Linked DNA regions of Mus musculus: regions 2, 3 and 4 are each linked to region 1. A link is a contact called in public ChIA-PET data. All regions are on one chromosome and are shown on one strand. The core of a region is the stretch at or near the end of the contact, and the rest is flanking DNA. Distances in the headings are between cores, read along the strand shown. Region 1 holds the start of Ipcef1 (interaction protein for cytohesin exchange factors 1). Region 2 holds the start of Lats1 (large tumor suppressor). Region 3 holds the start of A630066F11Rik (RIKEN cDNA A630066F11 gene). Region 4 holds the start of Lrp11 (low density lipoprotein receptor-related protein 11).

Region 1 (3,135 bases), core at 336-2,835:
ATGTTTCTAAAACAAAACAAAACAAAGCCAACTCAGGGTTTCCCTGGTCTTGTATCCATGAAGAAAAACAATTTAACCTCAACTCCAACCTCCCTGCTGAGGGAAATGGGAGTCATCCTTACTCTAAGATGATGGGTTTTGCTTATTAAGTGTTTGCTTATCTTTGTACACTCCATGATGCATTGATATGTGGTTATTTACAGGAACAGGATTTTTAGTTATCAGAATATTTTCACAAATAAATCTTGGCAGATATGCTTGAGACTTATGGGATTAGAAATCATACATACATACACACATACATACATACATACATGCTTACATACATAATACACACTTACATACATGCATACATACATACACACATACATACTTACATACATACATACATACACACACATACAAACTTACATAAATACATACACACTTAAATACATGCATACATACATACTTACATACATACAAACTTACATACATACATACACACTTACATACATGCATACATACATACACACATACGTACTTACATACATATACACACATACAAACTTACATACATATATACACACATGCATACATACTTACATACATACATACATATTTATGGGCTTAGAGTGACTTTTCCTTGGGTAATATTGAGTGAATTTTCCTTGTTAAATCTTGGCCTGTTGCTTTAAAAAAATTCCTATTTTCAGTATAGGTTCTATTCCCTTGTAAACATATGGCAGAGCCACAGCTGCCATCCATCAGTAGTTAGATATGTGGACTTCTAGCCAGATGCAGCCAGAGAACCATACATTTCATGAAGTTACCTACCAACTTTTAGAACATTTTAATTGAATGCTTAAAAATTAAAAAAAAATCTCTGCTTGTTAACATAAATGAAATCTATTTAAACCTGAAGGATTTTAGCATAGATGCCGTGGAAGAAAAATGAAGTTTTCTAAAGCTAAAATTCTGTCTAATGTTTGTATACATACATGTACACAGACAGACAGACAGACACAGCAGGAGAGGCATTTGCAAGCATATTTTTTCCTTTGGGATTCCCAGTGTTTTTTGGAATCTGATTTCATATGACTTGATGAAAATGTGCTGTGAGAAATGTGTGTATTTTGTATAAATCCTCATGTCTGATTTGAATATTTGAATATTTATCTTCTATAAGACATGTGAGAAATATTCAGAGATAAAGATAGAATGAGATATGTATATTAGGCTGCAAATAAGAAATTCTCAATCGAGGGGCTTTAGAGTCTCTGAAGAGTCCAAGAAGAGATAAATAATTTTTCCTGCATATTAGCAAGACCACGAAGTTAGTGTGATGTGAGCATTTAATAGCTTGAGATGGAAACAATTATTCTCCAGTTTTACTTAAAATAGTTGATATGATTTAGAAACTAAGGGGAGAAAGAAAAGATAATTGTTTCTTGAAATGTATTTCATGATGTTTTCAAACTTCAACAAAGCCTGTGCCATGCTAACCTAAGCAGTAGCAAGAGCTGCTTGTGGGAGGAAACAGGAAGCGGTGCATACATGCCTGTTACTCTTTTTCCCAGGTTCGGCTCAATGTATATCGATTCTAATTAGCACATTTTGTGCCTCAGCTGGTAGCTTCCCTTGAGCTCTGCTTGGAGAGGCTTTTTTTCTTTTTTAGAATCCACCCCGCTCATAAACACTGCCACCCCCTCCCTCCCTCTCTCTTTACAAATGTTACAACACAATCAGAAATTTTCTCTTTTCTTTCCTTCCTGCATTTCCAGCAGGTTCCCTTGCGTCAGAAGCCCAGGAAGAAAACTCAAGGTAATTCGATTCCTTTTGTTCCTTTATTCCTTTCTTGTCCGTTAGTGTGATTTTTTTTCTCTCTCTCTCTCCTGGATGCCTCCTTGGGGTGGGTTGGGGTGGGGGGATCAGATTCTTGACTGTCTGAATCTTAATATCAGGAGATGGGTGCCAGATTAATTTTTTTTTTTTTTTTTTTTGAGAAGCTGGCACTGAGTCCGGGAAGTCACCGTGTTCCTAGGTGGGCTTTAACCCTTCCGTTCCTATTGCATAACTGCCTCTGTTATTGTGGGAAGAACCGGCGTGTCTACCACAATGTGGCTTCCAGCCCCTGAGTCTAACGTTTTCAACTTACTCTCTTTAACTCAGGTTCTTAGACCCATACTTGCATATAAGTGTCTTTGCCCGGGTTTTCTAGGCACGGAATGGAGGTTTAAAAATAGAACAGATACATGATTTTTAAAAAAATATTCACTTTGCATGAATGAAAACGTCTAATCCTCGCCGTGCAAAAAGCTAAACCTTGCCTTTTATTTTGTCACCTGAGTCCGGGTCACACTCACCTGTCCATGCAACTCTTGCAGGGTTTTTCAACATGAGTCGGAGAAGGATATCCTGTAAAGATCTGGGCCACGCTGACTGCCAGGGTTGGCTGTACAAGAAAAAGGAAAAGGGAACTTTTCTAAGCAACAAATGGAAAAAGTTCTGGGTGGTGCTGAAGGGCTCATCGCTGTATTGGTATAGCAATCAAATGGTGAGTGACCTCCTCCTGCCCTAGCCCCTTTACCAAAGCGTGGCTTCCAGAGTGCTGGCCGGAGGATGCCCATGCGGAAGGGATTCTCTGCGAGTTGGAACAGAGCAAGCTAGCAGATTTGTTAGGGGACTCATTTCTGCCCCAGGAACCATGTAGGTTAATGAGCTGTGCTGTTCGGGAGAAGCCATCTGGCTTCATTATTCTGATTGGAGAGGAAGAAAAGGGGCCCTAAATATATCCTTGCTTAAGGAAAGAGCCCTCGGGTTCCCCTGATTTTATTATTTTGTGAGATCCTAATAGTTTCAGGATCTGTCTGGATATCATTTGTGTGTGTGTGTGTGTGTGTGTGTGTGTGTGTGTGTGTGTGTGTGTGTGTGTGTGTGGTGGTGGTGGGGGAGGTTGCATTGCTAAGGTCTATTAAAAAGGGACTCAGCTTTGCCCTCTATTGAGGATATTAATCCATCAGTTCAGGGAGTGATCTCCATCCTTTATCCACTACCTTCTCTTCTCCTGAGATGGGTTGGTTTGGGATGGCTAACCTGTATGCCAGCCTTGTGGAGGGACTGGTGACATTGTTCCATGGTGACATTGGTGTCCAA
Region 2 (3,135 bases), core at 370-2,869, 700 kb before region 1:
TAGAACAAAGACTAGCATGAAAAACAGAAACTTAAATGATGAAAATAAAGCCAAATATCATACACACAGTTTAGGAGAAAAAAAAGACTTCTGTGAAGAGTCTCAAGTCATAATCAATAATCAGGCACAGAAAGAGAGCGCCTTTTCCAGCCTGTGCCACTATCTAGTTTATTGCAATAACAGCCTATAAGAGAAACACAGATTCCTCGCCTGCCTGCCTGTCTGCCTGCCTGCCTGCCTTGGAGAATCACCTCAACCATATTACCTACCTGACTACTCACTAGGTAAGAGAAAACTTTAGTTAAGGTAATAAAAACTAAAGATATCTTAGAAGAGAGTCATACCTCATGGAGAAAATTTGATTTTAAAGGACTAAAAACCTTAACATTAGCGGGGCATGGTGGCTCACAGCCCAACCCCAGAGGCGGGCAGATCTTTTTGAGTTCCAGGTCAGCATGGTCTACATATTGAGTCCCAGGCTAAGGAATACATTGTGAGACCCTGTCTTAAGAAAAGTATAATAACCTTCAATAAATAATCCATAAACTTCTGACAACCTTCATGCCAGGCATTTGGGCTAATTTCCAAACCTTGAGTGATACCATATTGTGTGAGACTGTACTTACTGCTCATCTGACTTGTAACTTCTAGTGAATACACATATTTTAAAAAGTCATATTTACAAATGGAGACAAATATTTTAACCTCGTTCCCTTAGAAAAGTGATTTTCCAACTGCATTAGTGGGAGAATTGGGATAAGTCATCGGAGAGTTATTCTTTCCTTCGCTTCGACTTTTTTCCCCAGGTACAATAAACAATCTTCCCTTACTGTCTTTCCTTCGTTTTCCAGTACTTAAAAAGCACCCGAACAAGTGACACGTCTCTCCCACCCCCTGCCACTAAGCGGTGAGCTAACAAATTGCAGCGAGCTGGAGAGGTTCCCAGGACTGCTTCAAAGGTGGACCCCGACGGGAGGCCCGCTGCGAGGCCAAAGAAGTGAGGCCGGTTTGGTGCAACCTTGCGTGAAAAAAACCACCTTTCGCTCCTCTCCCCTCTAAAGCGGGGAGGGGTGGCTGTCGTCCCGAGCCCCCGCCCGCTCTTCCCAGGCCAGCTCGCACCTCGGAGGCCTCAGTGCCCCCGGGCTCTCCCTGCGGCGCCGGGTGCGGCCAACCTCCGCTTCCCCAGGGCAGGGCTCGGCTCCGGTCAGCGCAATCAGCCCCAGTCAGGCCCAGACCCGGCCGGCTCAGCCCGCCTGGCCACCGCGGCCCCTGGACCCCCGCCAGCGGGGATGGGCGTGGGCCCGGCCGGCCACCGCCCCGCCGACAGGGACTCCCGAGGAGCGCGAGCCCCACCCGCGGCGCCGGCTCCGGACCTACCTGCAGGGGACGGTGAGGCTTCTGGACAGCCGCTGCGGGCCCGAGGGCCGGCGCCGCGGCGGCCCGGAGCCCGTCCCCCAGGGCCCCTAGCGTCGCTCCGGGTTCGGGATGGGGCAGGGCGGGGACACACGCCGGGGGGCTGCGGCCGGCCAGCGCGGCCCGACGCGGGGTCGCGAGGACCTGGCTCTCCCCTCAGCACCAGGCCATCGCTGCCGCCGCCATTTTGCCTTCCACTCCGTGTCGCCGCCGCCGCCGTCCGCCGCGGGTTTCCCGGATGTGGGCATTTCCCGGCGTCGCTTGCGCGGGGGCCGAGGACTGGGGGCTTCAGGCCGCCCCGCTGGGCCCCGGAGCTAGCGCTCCGTTTGTGGCCTCCCGACCGAGACTCGCTCGCCCGCTTCCCCGAGCCGGGGTGAGTGTGGCCCAGAGAGTGGAGTCTGTACCACCACGTTCTGGCTCCGCACGGAGACGCGGGCGCGTCGCGGCGAGCGTGGGTCGCACCAGGAAAGGGCGGTGAACGGCGCTCCGAGACCGCGGACGTCACGAGGCAAGATGTCTAGAGCTTGAATAAAACTCGAGTCTTCCAGAGCTGGGAGCGAATGTGGTTTTGGAACTAGCCAGATGGAGTGTTCTTGAAACTGGACCTGTGGATTTGCAGAGTTCGGTCCAGCGGATCTGCAGGAGAGGTCATTGTAGCCATAACGAGTAACGGGGCCGCTGTCAGAAGTTCTGTTTCTCTTGAAATTGAATCTGCTGTTCGGGATGCATCACTGACTTTGGTCTTTTAATGCATTGTTCTCTTTTGCGGGGGATTAGGTCCACGTAGAGGATCTCTAGGCCGCAGCGTGTGTGCCAAAACTCCCATTCTCCTACCCCACTCCACCTTTCCTAGTGCTGAGAATCTAAATGGTGCCAACCAACACTGGGCTGTCTATCACCTGTAAATATGAACACAGTCCCCAGTTTTGCTGGTAGGTAATACATGCAATTATTTTTTTTTTCAGATACTCTATTTTGTGTTAGACCAAAAAAGTAAAAACGTTGACATCCCAGTGTAACCAGGAATTGAACCATGCTATGCCAGTGCTCTACCACTGAGCTATATCCTCAGAACATTTTATAGTTTTCATTGAGACTGGGCCTCACTGTTATCCGGACTGGCTTTGAACTTGTGATCCTTCAGCCTCAGTCTTAAAGGTAGCTGAGATAACAAGCCTGCTCCATGAAGCCCAGTTCTGCTTTTTTCTGAGGTACTGTATCCAAAAGTTCAACTATGAAAACCTCAGATGGTCAAATTTAGATGACAAGGGAATATTTTAATGTAGTCGCTGCCACTGCTTTAGCTCTGTCGTCATAGTAAAAATCCCTAATGTGGCTTCAGCCCCACTATGCTGTTGGGATCGTCCTACAAATCAAGGTCCCTACCTTGTGCTTTGGTAGGTAGGTACAATTTTAAGACGTGTAATTCAATGGACTATGTCTGCTAATTTGAACCATTAAAAATATTTTAAGCACAGAGAGCTGGAGCTGCTTCTTGAGAGGGCTAAGTCACCGCACAAGCCAGGGTGCAGTGAAAAGACCCTTGGGAAAGAAGCAGAGGAGCGGAGGCCAGGCCAGGCCAGGGCCTAAACTCAGGCCTCCAACCTGGAGCTAAGTCTGGGAGAGCACCAGCATTACCAACTTTGCAATGATGAGATGCAGTTATTGTGTAATACTTCCAACTTTTAAAAATCAGAATTACCTTTGGGACACTTTTTATAT
Region 3 (3,135 bases), core at 264-2,763, 680 kb before region 1:
GTGTGTGTGTGTGTGTTTCGAGACAGTGTTTCTCTGTGTAGTCCTGGCTGTCCTGGAACTCACTCTGTAGACCAGGCTGGCCTCGAACTCAGAAATCTGCCTGCCTCTGCCTCCTACGTGTGCCACCATGCCTGCCCCCCCCTTTTTTTTTTGAGCTTGAGGATTTTTGTTTTGTTTCGTTTTCCAGCAGCAAGACTGTTACCCAACCTGGCTATTTCTTTTCCCCATACAAAATGCCAGTCACCGAAATGATAGGTTTTGCAAGATAGAATTTATGAGGTGACCAATCATTTGAAAATGGAGAAAACAAGGTCATCTCTGGACCACTTCACCTAAGCTGAGGTTGAGTGATATTTATGGACTGAGGAGCAGGAAAAGGTATTTGGATTAAACTCATCAGATGTAAACATCATGACCCATACAGAAAAGCAGTCAGATGAAAGTACCTAAGCACAAGGAGATTCTAATGAACTTTTACACTCAGACTAGAAGAGCAGGTGGTACTGGGTAGGAAAAAAACGGACGGTCTAAAACTCATCGCTTTACTCTTAATGTTGAACAACACTGACATTTATAGTTAGTTACAGGAGTCATGAAAATAGGTGATAGACATTTCAGGTTGGATGCAGGTTGAGTGTTGCAACTGATGAAGTTTGGTAAGAACTGTAATTTGGAAATTGCTCCTGACATCACAGCACAGCATAGGTGTCTTATCTTCGTTTCCTTCCTGAAAGTTTACTGGAGTCATGGCTGTGTCTCAGTTCAAGTTAGCACACGTTGGATGCGGCAGACAGTGTTTCCTGTCAATTCTTAGAATGTTGCAGAGATGAAAGCAGTAAAATTGGTGTCCAGTCTAAGGATGGAATTTGTGAGCTTAAGCTGAAACTCATACTTGGGTAGGAAGAATAACACTTCCACCACAGGGTACTGAGCTTATTTTGTAACCAATTATAGCTCTCGGCTACTTTTGCTCTTAACCAGGGAAGCATCCCTACCCCCAATTCCATGTCACGGTATTCTTCCACCTTGAATTTATGCCTTCAGAGCTGAAAACAAACCAGAGCCTCTGCTTCATCAGGACCGTGCTGAGACATAGGCTAGTGGACTTCGTACCTGAGAGGCCCTTTGCCCTTGGGCTCTGTTAAAATGATTATTTTGGCCCCATCCAGAAGCCTTAGGTTAGTGCACCGGGTTGGACGAGGCAAGACGGAGTCAGCACACCATCTAGCAATCTAGACAGCCATAGGAGCAGACCGGCCGCTCGCAACAGCTGACGGAGTGGCGATTGCGGAGCCCAAGAAGGCGGCACACGTCGGACCCGCCATCCCGCATCAGCCAGAGCCGCGGCTAGGAAGGAGCCTCATCACGCAGAACACCAGCTCGCCGGCCGCAGGACGGAGGCAGGTGCAGGCCTCAGGAAGGGGAACTGAGCAGCGTTCGTTTGTGCGACCTCGCTGCGGCCACCGAGCACTGGTTATCGCCCCCGCTCGCTACTGGGCTCCAGGACTCCCCCGCCGCGGGCCCCGCCTGGCCGCACCCCGGACTGCGCGGCGTCACAGAGCGCATGCGTGCCGCGGGGGATGCCGGGAGCGCGCATTGGCGGCAGTGGCAGCGACGGCAGTAACAGCGGCCGCTCGAGCGGGGACACCAGCGGGGCGGTGACCGTGTGGGAGGTGGTCTCACTCTTGGGGAAACTGCTAGGGACCGTCGCCGCGCTGAAGGTGGTTCTGTACCTGCTCCGGGTGTGCTTCGCGATGGCCTGGAAATCCGGCGGCGCCAGCCACTCGGAGCTAATCCACAACCTCCGCAGTAAGTGCCACCCCCGCCCGGCGTGGGCCAGGGAGCAGGGCCGGGCCTGGACGCTGTCCCCCCCTGACAATCCGGAACGTTCGGTCTGCACCCCTGCGCCTGCTGGAGGGCGTCGCAGCGCGGTTGCACCGGGAGTTCGGAACGCCGTGCGTTTTTGCAGTCTCCTCTCCCGGGACCTGTCACTCGGCGATGTGGATGGGAAGAGGGTAGTAGCCAAGAGGGAGCTGCTGCGGGTGGGACACGGGCAGTTGCCTCCTCGCAGGCTGCGGGGGACTGGGTGCGGCACAGGTGGCGGGGCTGTTGCTGGAGTCTGCGGTCCCACTAGCGAGGGGCGTGACTTCAGGGTGGGGAAGTGCAGGCTTGTTTCTGGTGACTGGACTAGCACCGAGGGGACACCACCTTCGGCCTACGGGTTCTCTCACTGTTCTCGGTTGATTCCCTGCAAGCTTTCTGTTTTCTGCCTCCCCCGCCCTCTGTTTTTTCCTTTGGAGGGAGATGCTGCTGTCTGATAGCAAGGGGAGGGGAGAGGAGGTTCCGACTATTGCGGTTGCTGGGAGCAGTTTCTCAGGTTGCTGTCCAAAGTATAGGCCCTTGGGGGGGGGGGGGCGGCGGGGGAGCGAGGGATTGTCAGAGCATGCTGCTCCTAAGAGACTTTGTTTGGAGTCTTTGAATCCAGCAGACCATTGTGTGTATAAAATGTTCCAACTTTTTTTTTCAAGAGTGTTCATTGGCTTTTAAAAGCGCGTTTGAAAAGTTTTTTGTTTTGTTTTTGTTTTTTTTTTTGTTTTTGTTTTTTTTTTTTTGTTTTTTTAAAGAATAGCATTTTCTGTAGTCACTGTATTGCTTCCTTTGATGATAGTTTCAGGATAGAATGAATGCTGTGTCACTTTCCTTTCTAAATTGAAATAGTGTTGTTGTCTGGCTCAGAGACCAAGAAGAGCTGCAAGTTCATAACCTCACCCTGATCAGAATTCACAGCTTCTTTTGCCACCAATTTTCAAAAATAATCATAGTCTGCTGGGTGATGTTTTTAATTTTCTTGCGACTTTTCTTTTCTCTTCTTCTTTTTCTTTTTCTTTTTTTTTTTTAAGCCTTTGAGGTATTTATCTTACTTCTCAACTCTATTCATAATCACCGTGAGGGCTGGAACGCTAAACAATGGAATTTTCTCAAAGAATCAATAGTCATCCCCACCCCCACCCCCACCCCCACCCCTCCCAGGAATGCCAATCCCCTTTGCATTAAATGCTGAGATCTATGTAAGGTACAAAAAAGTGAATGAGAGCCGGGTTTGGTGGCGCACTCCTTTAATCCCAGCACTCAGGA
Region 4 (3,135 bases), core at 234-2,733, 610 kb before region 1:
TCATTGTGTCTTGTTTTTTTCCCTAGAGCAACTGATATAAAAACCAGAGGGCAAGCTGTTTAGGCCTTTTAAAGAGAGACTAACTTTACACACTATCCACTGTGTACTGAGCCCAGCAGACCCCACTACAGAGCTCCAATCCCCTCCACACACAGCTGGCCTCCTTAAATTGAGTGGAACACAAAACCAACAAGGTCACGAATGTGGGGAAATTTTTGGGCAAGGGATGGAAGAAAAGAATGGAGATGGAGTGACAAGTTTTCCTTCATATTTTTATATCTGAAGGAGCTATGTGTTGGCAGAGAGCCAAACCAGGAAGCAGGAGTGGGTATTTAGGAGCAATTCTGCATCTAATCAAATCTTGTCCTTGCTATTTCCTGCGGTAAAACACGCTTTATAAAACCTATGAGACAAAATAAAACTAAAATAATCTTTACTGGGACAAAGAAGGTTCCGGGCTATCGTCTTAAATCGATCCGTCAGTGCTCTCCGATCTGCCCCCTTATCTTCCAAAGGCAGCCCAACGGACCCTGTCTGCTTCTGCCCCTCTATTGCACTTTCTTAGCACCAGCCCAAAGTCAGAGAAAAATGTGAACCACTTTCCCGGTTACCCACAGCTTTAATCCTCTGGAAGCAGAGAAGTTTGCTCGCTCGATAGCAGGCGGGACCCTCCTGGCGTCGCTTACCTGGCCGGGGAGGGATCCCAGCGGCGTCCTCGGCGCGACTGAGGGTGTAAGTGCGGTACCCGCGGAGTGGCGCGAACTTGCAGACGCTGCGGCCGCGCGCCGTGCAGTTGAACAGGTAGCAGCGGGGTGCGGGCATAGGTGCGGGCACGCTGGGCCCCCGGGGCAGCTGCACCACTGCCACCGAGCAGCTCGGCTCGGAGCAGCAGGCCGTCACGCACTGCCGCCAACCCCGCACGCTCCCGGGTGCGCGCAGGAAGCTGGCTCCCGCCGCGATGGAATCCTGGGTGCGGATGATGGTATCGGGCACCGCCCGGTAGACCGCCGTACCGCCCGCACCCGGGCAATCCTCCCGCGGGCCGCCCAGTAGCTCCGGCTCTAGCTCCTCGCGAGGCCGTGCCCGCTGTAGCTGCCGGCGAAAGTCCTGAAGCAGCCTATCCACTCCGGACGACGGAGCGGCGGGCTCCCCGGGCCGGCTGCCGGGCAGCCAGAGGCAGAGCAGCAGCAGCCCGCGGAGCGCGCGGTGCCGGAAGCCGGGGCCCGGTCCTCCTCCCCTTGTGGCCATGGCACGAGCGCGGCCTCAGAGCTCGGCGGCCCCGGGGCCTGGCTGCTTCACGGAGGCGGCGAGTGTGCCGGCTTCGAGAGGCATCGCGGGCCGGACTCGGCCGGACTCGGCGCCGCCCTGGCCCTGCTACCAGGCTGCGAGCTTTCGGTGCTTCTATCTTCGCTCCGGCCGCGGAAGCGCACCGGGACGACGAGCGGCCTCTACGTGGATCAGCACCGGCGTGCGGACAGCGGCTGCGACGGGGCGGAGCCTGGCGTGCTGGGGCGGCTCCGGGGCGGGACTTCCGCAGGTCTGTCGGTCTCCGGCGCCCGGTGGGGAGGAGGAGGGGACTCCCCGGAGTTGCCTGGCTGCTCCGCGGCTTGATCACACCCTAAGCAGCGTGGGTGTTTGGGCCCATCAGGCCTCATTCAGCAAGCAGACTCGCGCAAGGCCATAGCTCACAGGGCAGGGCACTCGGGGTTGGAGGGAGGGGAAGAGTCAGAAAATCCATCAGTCTAAAGTTCGGGGCTACTACGGAGAGCGACGGGTACAGCCAGGGGACCACAGACAACTTTGGCAGTCTTTTGGAATCCAACTTCGTTGCATTATTTATTATTAAAGAGATTTGGACTATGGTAGGTAATAAAGGAAACAAAACATTTACATTCAGGTTCTAATTCGCCTTTCAGTTTCGTTTAGAGAACTTAAACACCAGAAGTTTAGCAACAGAAAGCTGAACTTGTGAGGAGGCAAAGGCCGGGCAGTATGGGAAGGAGGGTTGGGCCGATTGATGATCTCCCATCAGTTTACTGGGTGTTGGGATGGATGACACCTGATTTAGTTTGACTGATAGAACACAATACTCTGAAGTGTGCGGCTTCAAGATCAAGATATCATCGTATTCATTTCTAAAATGAATGTTAAGTAAGTCAGTGCCCACGAAGTGCTTAGACACGTGGAGAAGCTCATTATTACTAATTTTGAAGTCACCTTTTGTTTTTAAATGCTTTTATTTATTCTTTGAGAATTCCATACATCTTTACCATATTCTAATACCTTCCCCTACTCCACCCAGATCCGCACTCACCTCCCTCCCTTCTTGTTTCACTTTTAAAACCCAAAAACAACATTAAACCCAGAAATGTGGAATCTGAATTGTGTTGACTAGCTCCTCTTGAACATGGGGCCTCCTCTGGAGTAGGGCTTATATACCCAGTGTCACCAGATTGAAAAAACACTACCCCACCCCCAAGCTATTGTGAACAGCTTCTTGGCCAATGGTGGGACTCTATTATCCACTACCTAGCCTCTGTGCTAAGATCTTCTCTGGCTTCGCCCTGAGCAGATCTTGTGCATGCTGTCACAGCCTCCTCAATGCCCTGTTCTGCCTGAAAAACACTATTTCCTCGTACATGGTGTCTTAGTTAGGTTTTACTGCTGTGAGCAGACACCATGGCCAAGGCAACTCTTACAAGGACAACATTTAATTGGGGCTGGCTTACAGGTTCAGAGGTTCAGTCTATTATCATCAAGGCAGGAGCATGGCAGCATCCAGACAGGTATGGCACTGAAGAAGGAGCTCAGAGTTCTGCATCTTCGTCTGACAGCTACTAGAAGATGACTAGCTCCAATGTGGTTAGGAGGAGGGTCTCATTGCCCACCCCACAGTGACACACTTCCTCCAAAATGGCTGTACCTACTCCAACAAGGCCACACCTTCTAATAGTGCCATTCCCTGGGCCAAGCATATTCAAACCACCACACATGGTGTCTTGCTCATTATGTAGCACAGTGGTTTTGAACTCATGAACCACTTGCCTTCTTCTCCTGAGTGCTAAGATCGCAGGCTTGCACCACCTCCCTTCTCATCTCATTTCTTAATTTTACAGATGAAAAACCAGCCATACT

What was found. ChIA-PET counts read pairs in DNA pulled down with a chosen protein or histone mark.
Region 2: a contact with region 1 is called in an RNA polymerase II ChIA-PET map of memory CD8 T cells, with 17 read pairs. The contact joins the promoter of Lats1 here to the promoter of Ipcef1 in region 1. A contact is called at or near these places in 1 of 484 Hi-C or Micro-C datasets (CD4 T cells) and 1 of 115 datasets of contacts at active chromatin or transcription factors (memory CD8 T cells).
Region 3: an RNA polymerase II ChIA-PET map of effector CD8 T cells shows a contact between it and region 1, with 12 read pairs. The contact joins the promoter of A630066F11Rik here to the promoter of Ipcef1 in region 1. A contact is called at or near these places in 1 of 39 promoter capture datasets (maxillary cranial neural crest), 1 of 484 Hi-C or Micro-C datasets (CD4 T cells), 2 of 115 datasets of contacts at active chromatin or transcription factors (effector CD8 T cells and regulatory T cell precursor) and 1 of 9 other capture datasets (adipose tissue).
Region 4: an RNA polymerase II ChIA-PET map of memory CD8 T cells shows a contact between it and region 1, with 6 read pairs. The contact joins the promoter of Lrp11 here to the promoter of Ipcef1 in region 1. A contact is called at or near these places in 3 of 115 datasets of contacts at active chromatin or transcription factors (craniofacial prominence, large pre-B cells and memory CD8 T cells).

The regions. Positions count from the first base shown.
Region 1 is chr10:6,978,915-6,982,049 of GRCm38.p6, reverse strand. Ipcef1 (interaction protein for cytohesin exchange factors 1) reads left to right here and starts at 1,585. Exons shown (of 9, transcript NM_001170800.1): 1 at 1,585-1,803; 2 at 2,367-2,536. The coding sequence starts at 2,378. It also overlaps a transcript of Oprm1 not described here.
Region 2 is chr10:7,679,693-7,682,827 of GRCm38.p6, reverse strand. It overlaps Lats1 (large tumor suppressor), which reads right to left and starts at 1,619. Exons shown (of 8, transcript NM_010690.1): 1 at 1,378-1,619. It also overlaps a transcript of Pcmt1 not described here.
Region 3 is chr10:7,661,749-7,664,883 of GRCm38.p6, reverse strand. A630066F11Rik (RIKEN cDNA A630066F11 gene) reads right to left here and starts at 1,513. Exons shown (of 1, transcript NR_030698.1): 1 at 261-1,513. Pcmt1 (protein-L-isoaspartate (D-aspartate) O-methyltransferase 1) reads left to right here and starts at 1,276. Exons shown (of 8, transcript NM_001347228.2): 1 at 1,276-1,809. The coding sequence starts at 1,581.
Region 4 is chr10:7,588,165-7,591,299 of GRCm38.p6, reverse strand. Lrp11 (low density lipoprotein receptor-related protein 11) reads right to left here and starts at 1,483. Exons shown (of 7, transcript NM_172784.4): 1 at 687-1,483. The coding sequence starts at 1,248.